5 separate regions of the Mus musculus genome follow, and all the other regions are linked to region 1. The links are chromatin contacts, called in public Hi-C, HiChIP or PLAC-seq and promoter capture Hi-C maps. All regions are on one chromosome and are shown on one strand. Each heading gives the region's core, a stretch centred on a gene start, on an enhancer-like site or on the middle of the called end of the contact. The rest is flanking DNA. Distances are from core to core; before and after follow the strand shown.

Region 1 (2,878 bases), core at 117-2,616:
CCCATGGGGGTCCTCTTGGGAAGAAATGGGTCACCTAAGTACAAGTTAGAGGATAGAAACCAACCAAAGTGACAGTCTGCAATGGAATTTGAGCAAATCTAGGTAAAAGTCTGGAGGACTAGCTCCTGATTCCAGATGTTGCACTCCCTCCAGGGCCACCGAGGGCCAATGTCCTATTATCACCCTGAAACTTTGGCAGGCAGAACTGGGCCTCAAGCAGATGCTGCGTTGGGATGTGGGAAGGGATACTTAGCAGCAAGCCAACCCCGCCAGATGATGCAGGATGCTTTGGGGGAGTGCTGGACAGCCAGCAAGGATAGTTCAGGGAACCAATGGTCAGCCCTAAGTCGGCCCCAAACCGGCAGCCAGTGAGAAATAAGTGGGACTCATTAAGCGACCTGCATGCAGGACTTAGGTTTTTCTTCCAACTCAATTGGCGGAGAAATCGCAGTGGCGAAAAGACAGTTCAGTTGCCAGATTTGCCCGGGTTCTCATACTTCTCAGTACTATCAGACTGGGGGTGGGTGGGGGTGGGGGGGCTAGATCCAGCTCCCCACCTCCCTACCTCTCTCAGTACTCAGCCTGCGGCCCCCACTTCCCCACGCCTTTAACTGTCCTCACTGCTAGGCTGAACACAGTGTCTGTCTCTCTATGATGGGTGATCAAGGATAAGGGGTGATGCTCAGAGAAATCTCCCAGCCCAGTACCCCTCCAGGGGACGTTTCCCTCAGCTACAGGATCTGAGTAGGGCCCTGCCCAGTTCTACAAGACAGGGGCGCTGATGTCCAGCCCTGCAAGTTCTGCGCCAGTTCAGTGGGTCCTAGCCTTTGCCCTCCCGCTTCCAAACCTTTGGTCCCGGAGCACCGCCCCCTCCCGGGCCTCGGCGGCCGGCCGTGCCTCCCGGATCCCGGGGAGGAGGGTGACGGGACGCCCGGCCCTTGCACAGGCGGCCCCGGGCCTCCCACTGCCTCCCCGGGGCCTGTCGCTGCCCGGGAGCGGGCGGATGTGGGCGCCCCGCAGGAGGCCGGAGCCCTTCGGCCCCGGAACCAGCCGGGGCAGCGAGCGGGCCAGAGCCCGGGCGAGCGGGCGCGGTCCAGGGCGCGCGGAGGACCCGGCCAGCCGGACCGGCCGGAGACCCAGCCGCAGCCGGAGCGGGAGCCGGGGCGAGCAGCGCAGGGTGCCGCGCGCAGGGCGGGGCGGACGGGGAGGGGGTGGCCGCCCGGTACTCACCCGCGCCGGGGCTGTGCATCCAGGGGCCGGGGCCCTCAGAGCCGGGGGCTCATGGCGGGCGGGGGGCCGGGGCGCCGGCCTCACATCCCCCCGGTCGCCGGAGGCTGCAGAGCGACTGTGAGACGGCGAGAGGAAGGGAGGGGGCCGGGAGGGGGAGGGCCCTGGCAGCCTGGCCGGCCGGGTAGGATGACAATGGAAGGAAATGCTTTATCTGAGTCTGAGAGCGGGCCAAGGGGGAGGGGAGGGAGGGGGCCGGCGCTGGCGGCCCTGGGACACACCACCCGGGCTTCGCTCAGCAGCACACAGCCTGGCGGCAGACACCGATCGCGGCGGGGCGCGGCTCACCGCCCGGGAGGCAGCGCCGAACCCGGAACGCGGGACGCGGCCGGACCCGCGCGCGGCCGCGGAAGCCCCAGCCGCCGCGCGGCGCTGCGCCCCGCGCACAATTCCCGGAAACCCAGATACCTGAGTGCACGCACCCGTGCATACACAGCGTACACGGGCGTGCATCCATGTTTACACAAGCCAGGGTGCTTTACGCTTCGGGGAAGGACTCCTGTGCACACATCTACACACTTAAGTCAACGAGGGCAGCGCTACACACAGGGAGAGCAGGGCACGCTTGGAGTCTCGAGCAAGGAATCCCAGACGGACACCCCTGCCCCATCCTAACACACACACACCACACACACACACACACACACACACACACACACACACACGACTCTCCTCAGGAACACTTCAGGATCTGATTTGAACCACTGCCAGTCCAACCCCAGTGGCACCCCCCGCCCCCACTGTCTGCTGAGGGGAGCAGAAGGGTCCAGTCTGTTCCTATTAAAAGAAAAAAAAAAGGGGATGGGGGGTGGTGCAGTTTTCGAAACTTAAAAAAAATTTTTCTCAAGGGATTTCCTTCCATCCTCTCCTCTTCCTCTTCCATTCCTCTCCCTCCACAATGACCCTCCTTTGCCCCCCCACTCCTGGACCCTATGAGTCAAACTTCAGCAATGTGCCCAGTGTCCCCCAGTGCATTACAGCGGATCACAGAAATGTTCCAGTCTGTGAGTCGGAATGCAGCCGCCTCCAGCCCTCCCTCAGCTAATAAACTCAGCTGAGGACTGGCTTTGCACTGAAGCCCTCCCTGCCTCTCCCCCATCTTAGACGGGAGGAGGTCAGATTCAAGGGTCAGGGGCCGAGGACCTTCCCACTGAGTTTCCTGGCTTGGCCTGTCAGTCCTGTTGCCTCCAGCAATTTGGCAGGTCAGAAAACTGGGAAGGGAGAGCGGTCATTCACCAGGAACACTATGCTCCCCTGCCCTTGAGGTGCCCGCCACTGAAAGGCAGCTTCCTTCTGGTCCCAATCTACTCTCTGAGTCCTCGGAACTCCAAGAACCTTTAGAAGGGGAAAATGAGGCAGACCTAGAGATGTGATATCTTGGAAGCCAGAGTCTTGAGTGGCCTAGAGGGACGTTGGCCATGTTGCTAGGTCACACACAGGTCTAGACTCATGTGCCCTTGTTCAGCTGCTAAGTGTAACTCCTCTGTACCTGTTAATGGGTACTACAACCTTGCCCTAGCATCCATGGCCTCTTGCAATGTGGCACCACACACATCCCTGCCCAGTGTCTCCTGGTACTTTGCTCAGAGGT
Region 2 (2,878 bases), core at 204-2,703, 800 kb after region 1:
TTTGACACTTCTCCACCCTCTGGGAGGAGAGAGGGGACTAAGGAGACAAAGGAAAAGGATGGTACAGGACAAGGCAGTACTTGGGGACACAGAAGATATCGAACTAACCCTCAAACACACTGGGTTGGAGCAGTGGAAGCTGCCTCCCCCAGTTGCAGCTGGTGCCCTCAGACACAAGGGCTCCAATAAAGTTGCCTGCCGGTCCTTCAGTCAGGAGACAGACTAGGGTGTCATTAGATGAGCCCCCCCCCCCATCTTTTTCTTACCGAGGGAACAGGAAGATAAGATATAGGTGGGAAGCCAGTTGGCTTGGGTGGGTGGTCTTCCTCTCCTTTCTACCGCACAGAACCTTCTATAGATCTCTTGAACCCTTCCCAATTGTAACCGGAAGGGTGGGCAAGTGTCCTGAACTTACACCCTCCGGGGTTTCAGGAGCTAGAAGTGGCAAAGGGCTGAGTTGAGAAAGCGAGACACCAAGCACGGCTGGTGTCTGCCTCACATCCTCTTGGGATGCCCAAGCAGGAGGTTAAAATGCAAAAGGAAAATTTTGGTCGGGGGGGGGGGGGGAGGGATGTAAAAAGGGAGCGAGCTCAAATGATGACAGCTTTTAGAAGATCTCTTCAGAGATTGCGACTCTTTCCTCGAATGGCGGGGTGGGGGTGGAGGGCGCTGACTGGTGCTGGATGATTAGAACCAGCATCCTGCACACCGTACGTAATTCTGGTCTTTTGCAAAGCGGTAGGCTTTACCCTTCTTCCTTCCCAACCTCAGCGTCAGGATCGCACCTTTGCTCCACCCTTTAAGCTCACCTAAAACAGCCCCTTTCTGCCCCAGTTCCCGCGGATGCTTTGGCAATGTCTGGCACAATCCTTGGCAGGGAAGTGAAGAAGAGAATCTCCATCCCGGCTTAACTTGGATAAAATCTGCCCGTGCAACAGGTGTGGGGAGGCCTAGCCACCGTCCCCGAACTTCCCCCTTCTTAAGGGTCGGCCCTTTACCGCAGCCCGGAACGGAGAGGGCCGGGCACCTGTTGGGGCAGGAGCTGCTTTCATGGCACGGGTCTGGGAGCTCAAAACCATTTCTCCCTAGTACCACTGCGGGGTTTGCTTTGGGTGTCTCCAGGACTTGCAGAGAGCTGACATTGCCGGATCACCTGAGACCTCTTCCCCATCTGCTGTCCGTCCTCCTTTAGATCTCCATTTTCCTGTCTCCGCGTTCTCCCTGCCTCCAGTCCTCCTCTCTCTCCAGCCATCCTCCCCGCCGCCCGCACCCTCTCGATTCTCCACCGGGCTCGCGTCTGGTTGCGGCGTCTCTCCCCTTCCCCTCCCCCGCGCCAGCCCTTTGTTTCCCGGCGGAGCAGTTCCTGGGTTGCGAGAGTCCCTGTCTCTGCATCTCTCCTCGCCCCGCCTCCTCCCCGCCGGGATCCGCCCCGCCTGCAGCCTCTCCGCCCTTCTTCCCCGCCGCCCCGGCCCCGGAGGTGCCGGGGACCCACCTTCCCGACTCGCGTGCGCCCGGTTCCGCGGCCCCGGCGGGTCCCCCCTGGCTGCCGCGCCCCCGCCGCCCGCGTCTTCCCGGGAGGGGGTCAGGTGGGCGGGCACTATTGTTGTGGGAGCCGGCGGCAGATTCCTCAGCCGCGCTGGCGCGCTCGGGGTGGGACCGGCTGGGCTGGGGGGTGGGGAGGGGAGCGGTGATCTGAGCTGCGAGCAGCTGGTCTTCGCGGCTCGCTCCTTCCTTCGCGCTCGCGCTCTCCGCCGCCGCCGCCCGCAGGGCTGCGCGGCTCGGTGGCATCTCGGGCGCGGCCCGCCGTCCTCGCCCCCGGCGCCGCTCGCTCCCCCCACCCACCCCGGACTCCCCCATGTATGACGACTCCTACGTGCCCGGGTTTGAGGACTCGGAGGCGGTGAGTGCCCGCGGGGGAGGGTGGGGGGTGGGGGTGGGGGAGTTGGGATGACACCTCTCTCTCTTCAACCCTTCCCCCAGTTCTGCACTTTGAAAAACGCCTTGGCAGCGAGCGGGGCAGCGCGCGTAAGCCGGCGGGGGGCTCTCTAGGAAAGTGGGAAGATGGTCTCTCATAGCCAGGTATCCCAGGTACTCCGGTGTGTGCACAGGGACGCTGTAGGGGGAAGGCTCGAGCAGGTGGCCCCAAAGCTCAGGACATAGGAGGCTGAGGAGGGGAGGACAGAAGGCCCCGACACCGAGGTTTTTAGAGCGAACATGGAACATTTGGAGTTCCGTATCCTGGGTTCATGGGGTCTGAACACAACAGGGAAAGCTGAGCTCCGGGGGAGACACTCCGGACTTGTGCCTCAAGTAAATGACAAATTAGGGAGCTGGAAGAACATTAGCGACTCGCGTACCAGCCTCTGCAGACAGGAATTCTAGAACTTGGTCTCTTTTTCCTCTCTGCCCACCCCCCCTGCGCATGGCCTTGACTGCTCTCACTCACCACTGCCTCTAGCTCAGCTTCTTGGAAAGGCCACCAACCACAGGGGTGGGCCATCAGACTGTGTTCAGTCTAGCCCCCTGCAGAGGAGGGCCTGGAGGTGAGGCCAGGGGAGCTCAGGGGCATGGGGATGGGAAGGAAGCTCTTTGCTCCGAGAACCAGGCAACCAATAAATATTTAATTCTTCTCTTTGCTTTTATCTCCTGACCCACTGAGACAAATCAGCTCATTAGACAGTGATTCCCGGAGCTCAGAGAGCAGAAAGACTGCCTGGAAAGATGGGACAAGAGTTGGGGGGGGGGGTCAGTGTCAGAGCCTCATGGAGTCACCAGTCTCCCCTTAGACATCCCACTCGATATGGGAAAGGACCACTAACAGGGCTTGAAAGGGTCCCCTGACAGGATTAAATCGAGCCTTTTATCTCCGGCCCAGGAA
Region 3 (2,878 bases), core at 236-2,735, 770 kb after region 1:
TGAGCATCTTCTCCCCCAGAAGAGCAGTTCACCCCAAACCCCCACTTCTCAGGCAACCAAGAAGAGAACCTAGGGCCTAGCTAGCACAGAAGGGTCTGTCCCTTTAAGAGGTCTGACAGTGCCCTGCGGGGACTCTGCTCCACAACAAACTAGCTATAAAGTTACTGTTAAAAAGGTATGTACTGTTCCAAGCAGGGAAGGGCATGAAGCCCAAGTACCCAGCTCCTCACCCCAGGAGCCCCAAGCAACTTTCTCTTTGTTTTTGAGGCCATGGTGGGCTACAGGCCACAGCTTCTGGCAAGGAGCAGAAAGGCCTTGCTTATGGAAGCTTTGCAAAACTACCTACAGCTGCTTCTTCGTAGGAGTAACAACAGGGCTTGAGTCTCAGAGGTTACCAAGAGGTCAGGGAGACCTGCACATGGCATGTCTACTGACCTAAGCCAAAGAGCTGAAGACTGGCCTGTGGTGACACACTACAGACCTGTTCCTCGTCAATGCTCACTGATACAAGTCCCAAGCAGAGGCTAGCCCGTGAAGCTTGGCCTGATCGATCTAGACATGGCTATATCGATACTGTGTCCCTCCATCAGCAAGTTCTCTTTCCCACCCTCACTCTGTCACACCTACCTGCTTCCAAAGGAAGGGGTCGCTGCTGTTGAGCTGCCAGGCCAAAATCAAATGCAGAGTAGAGAGGCCCAGGCCGCTGAGTACTGCGGCTCGCATGCGAATGGGAAGAAGAGTGTAGGTGATGTAGACGAAGAACACGGGGCACCAAAGGCCCGCCGAGGGGCTGTGTGGATTGGCTGCCAGGGCACCCCCGACTTGCACGGCTGCTAGGATGCCCAGGACCACATAGCTCACCACCCACATGGAGTCCTGGCGGAAGCTGTGTCGGTTACACACCACCATGAGTACCACAAAAAGGACAGAGGCACAGGTCAGCAGGGCCACGTAAGCAGGCTGAGGCTGGGCAGGCGCAGCGTGGAAAGTCAACAGTACAGCCATGAGCAGCACCAGCACCGCCATGAGCAGCGTGAGGCTGCTCTGGTTCATCTGGAAGAAGTACCGCTGGTACAGCCGCTCCAGCTTGGCAGAGCGGAACTGCTTAGACTGGAACACCTGCACAAGCCGGTGCCAGCAGGACGGACCGCTCCGAGGCGATGTATCCGGTGCCACTTCAGCTGTGCCCATCGGTGTGGTCACCTCAGTGTCGTCAAACCCCAAGGCCACTGACCGCAGCCCCAGCTCCACACCCCTGCCCGGGCCCGCCCTCCTGATGAAGGCTTCATCCTGCCAGGGGCACCGAGTGTGAGCTGCAGGAGTGGGGCTGGGTGGCTCCGCATTCTTGAGGCAGCTCATGTAGCGAGGTGCGCAGAAGCCACTGGCTCGATTCGCGTGGCGTGGGCGCTTCTGCCCATTGCGTTCCCCCCAAGCTGTTTTCCGTTCATCCACTTTGGGAACCAGGAGGCCACTAAACCATGACATGCTGCTGGGAGGAGAGACAGGGAATGGTATTAATACCACTGCGTGGCCACAGCCACCATAGTAGCCTGTGACCTGAGCGCTTCCTACAACTCTGGTCTTCATTCCCACCATCTTCCCCCCCTTCTCCCTCTTGCTCCAGCCCTGCTTGCTTGCTTCTCGTTGTGGATGGTTGTGAGCCACCATGTGGTTGCTGGGACTTGAACCCATGACCTCCGGAAGAGCAGTCAGTGCTCTTAACTGAGGAGCCATCTCACCAGTTCCCATTCCCACCGTCTTGATAAAACTGCCCCAGGAGAGGCAGCTGCACCCCCACTCAAAGGTAAGGAACACAGACACATGGAAAAGACCCAGCAACCATATAAGTAAAGGATCTGAGAGCTAAGTTTTTAAGAGCACTCCCCATACTTCTGAAGGACTCTGGTTCAATTCCTAGCACCCACAAAGCAGATCTTACAACTGTTTATGGCTCCAGCTCCAGGGGCTTTGACTTTCTCATGCAAACATGCATGAAAGCAAAACACCAATGCACATAAAAGCATATTTTAAAAAATTGAGCTGGGTGTGGTGGCACACGCCTTTAATCCCAGCACTCGGGAGGCAGAGGCAGGCAGATTTCTGAGTTCGAGGCCAGCCTGGTCTACAAAGTGAGTTGCAGGGCAGCCAGGGCTACACAGAGAAACCCTGTCTCAGAAAAGAAAACAAAACAAAAACAAACTACACACAAGCCTAATACATCTTGTCAACAGAATATGTTCTGCTGTGAACTGTTGATCGTTGACCTCTACACAAAAGGGATTCTTTCCATATCCTTCCTTCCTTCCTTCCCTCCTTCCCCCCTCTCTCTCTCTCTCTCTCTCTCTCACACACACACACACACACACACACACACTCTTCAGCAAACTAAATTCAATTTCTCCCACAGGTCACAGTTTAAACGTTACTTCCTCACGGAAAATTTCCCAGCCCCACCCCTAAGACTACGTTTGGTCCAGTTTAACCTCTGTTCATCTCCTCCACAGTACTTATTGCCATTATAATTAAATCATTTCTCGTTTAACGTACGCCTCCGTCCCGGGGACTACAAGCTTTGTGCATGTAGAAACTATACCTATTTTTGTCAGCACTTCATCTCCAGAGCTATTGGGGCTAACAGTAGGTGCTCAATAAACGTAGGAGCAAACAATAAGGAGGAAAGGAGGGAGGGGAGTGCGGCTCAGTGGTAGAATGCCTGTTTAGAACACACAAGGCGTTGGGTTCCACACTTAGTATCACAAAGAGCTGGGTGGAGAGCCGACAAGGAGAAAGAACATGAATGCTTTAGAGCAGTCCACATGGAATAACTAATAACCCAGCTAATTCTGACAGTCCAGGTCCCGTGTCTTCCTCATCACAC
Region 4 (2,878 bases), core at 159-2,658, 740 kb after region 1:
CTTTCTTTTGGGGGGGGGCGTGGGGGAGGTGAGGAGGTGGGTGGGCAGTGTTCAAGGCAGGGTTTTTCTATGAATCCTTGACTGTCCTAAAACGTGCTGTGTAGACCAGGCTGGCATCAGAAGTAGAGATCTGCTCACCTCCCCATCCTGAGCAATGGGATTCAAGGTACGCACCACCACACCCTGCTTAGTTCTGATTCCTTCAGGAAATATTACATGACCTCTGAAGTATAAAACCTTTGAAACCATTTGATAGTCATCCACTGAAAATAAACCCCTGCCTTCCTTTGTACGGGTACCATTCCAACCTCCCCAAAACGTAAGAGTACTTATTCCCACAGACCTCAGCAACAGTCTGCATAGAAGTGACAATATGATGGCGGCAAGCTTAAACACACATTTAAAAGGTGCCGTAAACACAGACAGAAACTCAGAGAGGTTTGATCGTGCACTGACCAAATGCTTGGGAAACTGGATTTCAATAGGAGACAACTGGCAATAAAGAGAACACCTATACAACATACAACCTTCAGACTTAAAAACACTAGAGACCTAAACTCTGCACTTTTTTTTCTTTCTTGGAGACAGGGTCTTACATGGAAATTCTGGCCTGCTTCTACTTCTCCAAAGCTCAGATCAAAGGCACAGGACACCAGGCCTAGCCCTCAGCATCACTCTTAAATAAATGCTACATAAGTGGAAGTAAAATAAAAAAAAGAAAAAGAAAAAAAATATATATATATATGGACAACGGAAAGAACTTTAAAACTATTAGTTTTGCCACAAGACTGTATTTTCATAAGAAAAACTGGGAGGGGGGAAATCACTAAACTACATTACCTCTAAATTTTGAAACCTAATGAATAAACTATCACTAGTGCCCAAAGAAGCAAGGACTTAATATTCTGAAAACTACTTTAAGCATACCAACTTGTATATCCCCTCCCCCCAAACCTAAGTTGACATCTTTTTTTCCTCTTAAATTCCATGAAACAGCTACTAGAACGTTTGAATATCAAGCGTGGTGGCAGACATTGGGACATTTTGTTTTAAACGAGAATCTGACAGGTTAGCCAGCTAGTGAGAGAAACGGGCTTGGAACCAAAACTGGGGCAGCAATTCCAGACCACCTTCATAAGTCCTTTGCGTACAGAATTTCCCGAAACCCTTTTTATACACTTTGGGGAGGCAGAGTCGATAGCGAAACGTCCTAAACGGAGCCTTAGGTCACAGCAGAAAGAAGACTCTCAAAAGCCACTAAAACAGGGCAGAATCCAGAGGACGGGGGCTGGGAAGGAGCAGCGAAAACACAAAGACAGGAGAGGTACGAGTCGGCAGCCCGGCCGGTGGCACCGGTGAGCGAGCGGGAAATTGACTCCGCCTCACTTCCCTCGCGCGAACAGTGGCTCGGCCAGCGAGCGCCATTGTGGGTTCTCCCAACTTAGACGCCCAGCTCCTGCCACCACCCCACCCGCTTCTGTCCCCACCAGCGTCGCCGGCCCGGACGTCGAAGCATGGCCGGACGCACTCCGAGGCCGATGGCCTAGGCCGAAAGGATACACGTTCAGACGTTGTCCCATGTCCTGGAGGAGATTGGCCGCCTGCTGGCGGTAAGAGAGTTCTTTATCGGAGTCCACGCCAAAGCGACGCGACGGGCTGTTCTCCAGCTGCTCGCGAGTAAAATACCACCGCTTGTTGTTGTTCTTCCTCTCTCCCTCCATAGTGCTTCAACCAAGAGGCAGCGGCGGGGGCTGCGAGCACTTCCCAGCGTCACCGGAGCGGCGACACACATCCGCCGTGCCGAGACTACTGCGACGTGACGAACTTCCTCCAAGGGGCGACCACCGAGGTTGTGACACACTTCCGCCCAGAAAGCCGAAGATTCCAGCGCCGACTTCCGGAATGACCCCTCCGACACCCCGTAGACGAATCCACAGCCAGTCCGCGGCTAAGAACGGACCGGCGGCCGGGACGCAGGATCCGGTCGTGTGACCGCCAGGTGGGCGGGACTATCTGACGTCGTTCTTTAAAGGTCTCGTCTTTCCGCGCGAGAACTGCGGTAAGGGGGCCTCACCGGCGGGCCTCTAGTTAACGCTCGCTGCGCTTGGCTGGGTAGTTTCCGAGGACGTGCGTGATGGAGGCCCCTTTGTAACACCGGGCTTACGGAAAAAGTGGCAGGGGAAATAGGCGAGACTCTCAGAAAACCGAGAAAGGACGAGACAGTGAGTGGCCCTGCCCCGTGCAGAAACGCGAAAGCCACTAAAAGGTTCCTGGGTTCTTAGCTCCGGCATGGAGAACTCCGGCGCGTTTGGAAACCGCTCTCCTATTTTGTAGCAGCCTTTCCTCCCGTTTCACTGCGGCCAATCATCTGGAAGGAATAAAATCAACGCCACTGAGCTTCGTTTGAGTGTTTGGGGGGGGGGGGTAAAGGGGCCTTTTTTTAAAGATTTATTTATCTTCATTTATGTATATGAGTACTCTGTAGTGGTCTTTAGACAACAGAATTGGGCATCGGATCCCATTACAGATGGTTGTGAGACACCATGTGGTTGCTGAGAATTGAACTCAGGACCTCTGGAAGAGTAGTCAGTGCCCCTACCCGCTGAGCCATCTCTCCAGCCCCGGGTAAAGGGGTCTTTTTCTCTCTTTCCTTTCTTATTTTTGTCATCCCTGGAGCTCAGAGGGGCGTCGGGTTTTGCCCGAGTGCTGGGATTAAAGGCTTGCACCACCACCCCGCCACGCTCAAGGACACCACCGATCGTTTATCGTTTAGGTCTGGAGGCCTTTTTTCTTTTGCATTCTTTTCTCTTTGTCAGTGAAGGCGATAAGCTTGCAGGCTCAGATTCCAAACATCCAGTCAGGGAGGGCCCAAGGTTAT
Region 5 (2,878 bases), core at 238-2,737, 680 kb after region 1:
CATAAAGAGAGCTTATGAGAGGCCATTGGTGAAGCCCAGTTGCAGCAGAAGACAGCAGTGTTTTGGAGATGCCAGTACCATGAGATGACCACCAAGAGCAGCAACAGCAGTGGAGTGCAGGCAGCTGGAACCTAGAAGACAAGGTTTAGCTCAAAGGGCAAAGCTAGAAAGTGATTCAAGCCCTTGGAGGAGTCCCCTCCAAGAGCACTGGATATTGTTTGTTTGTTTGTTTGTTTGTTTGTTTGTTTTGAGACAGGGTTTCCTCTGTGTAGCCATGCCTGTGCTGGAATTCTGCAGACCAGGCTGGCCTCACACTCAGAGATCTGCCTGCCTCTGCCTCCTGAGCGCTGGGATTAAAGGCATGTGCCACCATGAGCCTTAATGGCAACTTGGTTTCAGTTCCCAGAACCCACGTGGCAACTCACAACCATTTATAACTCCAGTTCCAGAAGATCAGAAGCCCTCTGCTGGCCTCTGAGTGCATTAGGCACATATGCACTACACATGCACACATGCACACAAAACATCCATACACATAAACTTTAAAAAAATGTTTTTTTAAAGAAAAAATGTAAAGCAAGCTTCTAGACTCTTTTTTGTAAACATTCAGTCTTGCATTTCACTTTGGAAAGTGGCCTCTGTTATCAGCAGACTCATATGAAGTGAATATGAAAAGACACTCCCATTTAATCCCCCGGAACATACTTCTAACATTTCATAAAGCACTGTTAGAAGCTGACGGTATGGCAGAGCAGTGGTGGTGCACGCCTTTAATCCCAGCACTTGGGAGACAGAGGCAGGAGAATTTCTGAGTTCGAGGCCAGCCTGTTCTACAGAGGAAGTTCCAGGACAGCCAGGGCTACACAGAGAAACCCTGTCTTGGAGGAGGAGGAGGAGGAGGAGGAGGAGGAGGAGGAGGAGGAGGAACTAGAATGATGATAGAATAGATAGATAGATAGATAGATAGATAGATAGTAGTTAGACAGATGGTAGGGATAGATGGATATTATTGATAGATAAATAGATGATAGATAACAGAAATGTGTAATTATATAGATATCGGTATAATGATACAAAGTGACCACCTTGGGCCTTTCCCAGGACACCAAATCCCCACCCCCCCGTCTCCAAACCACAGAAAATAGTAGGGCTACATAAATATTCCTGGGGTAATGCTACATAAATATTCCTAGGATAACATGATACAACAAATGTCCATCGCTGATCTTCCAAGGTGAAAACGAATTGCTCTTGATGCACTGCGTAAGGGCACTGACCCAAAGTCAAAGACAGTTCTCACACACACACACACACACACACACACCACACACACACACACACACACACACACCACACACACACACACACACACACACACACACACACACACACACACACACACACACACATTCACATGCCCCCACTCCACATGACAGACTCTGCGATACAGGCTTTCTCCAAATGCCGCGAAGACCACACGGGGGCGCTGTCGGGCTGTGTTTTGCCCATAGTTCATCAACTTATCTCCCAAGCAACCAAGCCTTTGGTGGGCAGGGGTGGTTCAAGACCCGAAATGTAGACACATTTACAAAGAGGTGTGTCGGAGCAGCCAGCCTCGGTCCCACGCAGCATCAGTACCTGCAATGCAAGCAGCGGCAGGTCTGGGGATTGAGGGAGCACGCCACTGCACGGTCCACAGAAGCCAACTGTTTCCAGCCCCTGCTGACCCCATGTGTTGTGCTGAACATCCACCATGGTCCCTAGAGGAACTGTTTACAATGGGAAGCCTGGCGCACTCTTAACTCTCAGACTATCCGCATTGTAGAGTTGTGTTTATTAACCGTCTCTGACGTTTCACCAGCATCGGCTCCATAATAAAAGGCGTCCCAGTGGTCACCTGGATCATTAGCAAGTGTTATCCCCGATTCTGTGGTCCCAGGACCTGTAAGCTTTGCTTTCAAGAATAGGTTATAATGGAGGCTAATTTTTTCTGCCTCCTACGCAGTCAGCAGGACACTTCACTATCTGCCTTGTCCCAGAGACTCAGTAACCAGATCCAGAGTAACTCCCCTGGGCTTTCTCTTGCTTTCCAAGTTCCTGCAAAGCCATTATAGTACAGGGAATATAAGCACATTTATCCTGTGGCTGTTCTCTGCTCCCGCACTGGACACCTTTGGCCCAGGCGCTACTTTCCTATTTCCCTAGCCTGGAATACAGCATCGCGTGGGACTTGCCCAGAGTCTGTTTTATTTTTTATTTAAAATAAAGAGGGGGGGGTGTTAATGAATTCATTCTCTAAAGCACAAGCAGACGCTTTTCATTTCTCTCTCAGTTCCCATTTTGTGCACTTCCGCTTCTCAGCACATTGTCTTGAGAACGCGGATTCTGTACTTCCGTGGGTGGGCTCGCATTGCTTTCTTCCCCGGCGTTAGGGATAGATAGTCCCATGGCACATGTGTGCTCTGCCTCTGAGCTACAGGCACAGGCAGTCCTTGAGTTATGAACACGCTTCCAACATCCTTACTTTGTGATTGTTTACCACAAATGGAAATTTAAGTGAGGCTTCCTGGCCTTAGAGGAGGTGAAAGATTTTTCTGTTTGTTTAGGTTTTTTTTTTTTTTTTTGCTTTTGCTTTTGAAACGGTTTCTCTGTGTAGCCCTGGCTGTCCTGGAACTTGCTCTGTAGAATAGATTTGCCTCGAACTCAGAGACCTGCCTACCTCTGCCTCCTGATGACAGGACTAAACGTGCCGTGATAAAAGGAATTTAGTCCACTCATAGAACAATCTGACTATTAACTGACAGGATTAGATTCTCTTTTTTAAGACCTATTTATTTATTTATTATGTATACAATGTTCCGCCTACATGTATGCTTGC

The links. Promoter capture Hi-C pulls out the DNA fragments that hold promoters and counts their contacts. A called contact is a pair of places that touch in the nucleus more often than the background predicts. HiChIP or PLAC-seq counts read pairs in DNA pulled down with a chosen protein or histone mark.
Region 2: a contact with region 1 is called in a Hi-C map of Th1 cells, with 4 times the contacts expected there. The contact joins the promoter of Cacnb3 here to the promoter of Hdac7 in region 1. A contact is called at or near these places in 1 of 39 promoter capture datasets (pre-B cells), 1 of 484 Hi-C or Micro-C datasets (Th1 cells) and 1 of 115 datasets of contacts at active chromatin or transcription factors (pancreatic cancer cells).
Region 3: a promoter capture Hi-C map of the 3T3-L1 cell line shows a contact between it and region 1, with 5 times the contacts expected there. The contact joins the promoter of Adcy6 here to the promoter of Hdac7 in region 1. A contact is called at or near these places in 2 of 39 promoter capture datasets (the 3T3-L1 cell line and pre-B cells).
Region 4: a FOXA1 HiChIP or PLAC-seq map of pancreatic cancer cells shows a contact between it and region 1. The contact joins the promoter of 9330020H09Rik here to the promoter of Hdac7 in region 1. A contact is called at or near these places in 2 of 39 promoter capture datasets (the C10 cell line and pre-B cells) and 3 of 115 datasets of contacts at active chromatin or transcription factors (embryonic stem cells, memory CD8 T cells and pancreatic cancer cells).
Region 5: a contact with region 1 is called in an H3K4me3 HiChIP or PLAC-seq map of pro-B cells, with 4 times the contacts expected there. The contact joins the enhancer-like site here to the promoter of Hdac7 in region 1. A contact is called at or near these places in 4 of 115 datasets of contacts at active chromatin or transcription factors (bone marrow-derived macrophages, large pre-B cells, memory CD8 T cells and 1 more).

What each region holds. Positions count from the first base shown.
Region 1 is chr15:97,830,129-97,833,006 of GRCm38.p6, forward strand. Hdac7 (histone deacetylase 7) reads right to left here and starts at 1,367. Exons shown (of 25, transcript NM_001378971.1): 1 at 1,231-1,367. The coding sequence starts at 1,249. It overlaps Gm33636 (a long non-coding RNA gene), which reads left to right and starts at 558. Exons shown (of 4, transcript XR_001781759.2): 1 at 558-1,177.
Region 2 is chr15:98,633,314-98,636,191 of GRCm38.p6, forward strand. It overlaps Cacnb3 (calcium channel, voltage-dependent, beta 3 subunit), which reads left to right and starts at 1,454. Exons shown (of 13, transcript NM_007581.3): 1 at 1,454-1,900. The coding sequence starts at 1,856.
Region 3 is chr15:98,603,247-98,606,124 of GRCm38.p6, forward strand. Adcy6 (adenylate cyclase 6) reads right to left here and starts at 1,486. Exons shown (of 21, transcript NM_001368413.1): 1 at 628-1,486. The coding sequence starts at 1,485.
Region 4 is chr15:98,565,916-98,568,793 of GRCm38.p6, forward strand. 9330020H09Rik (RIKEN cDNA 9330020H09 gene) reads left to right here and starts at 1,409. Exons shown (of 2, transcript NR_028442.1): 1 at 1,409-1,610; 2 at 1,724-2,878. Ccnt1 (cyclin T1) reads right to left here and starts at 1,821. Exons shown (of 9, transcript NM_009833.2): 1 at 1,561-1,821. The coding sequence starts at 1,721.
Region 5 is chr15:98,509,149-98,512,026 of GRCm38.p6, forward strand. No RefSeq gene overlaps it. Among named protein-coding and RNA genes, the nearest start is that of Snora34, 9.2 kb to the right of the region's middle. Within about 2 kb of position 1,488, at least 97 of the 459 cell types and tissues checked have an H3K27ac peak or open chromatin away from gene starts, as enhancers often do. A contact at or near this core is called in bone marrow-derived macrophages and pro-B cells, where this site is marked.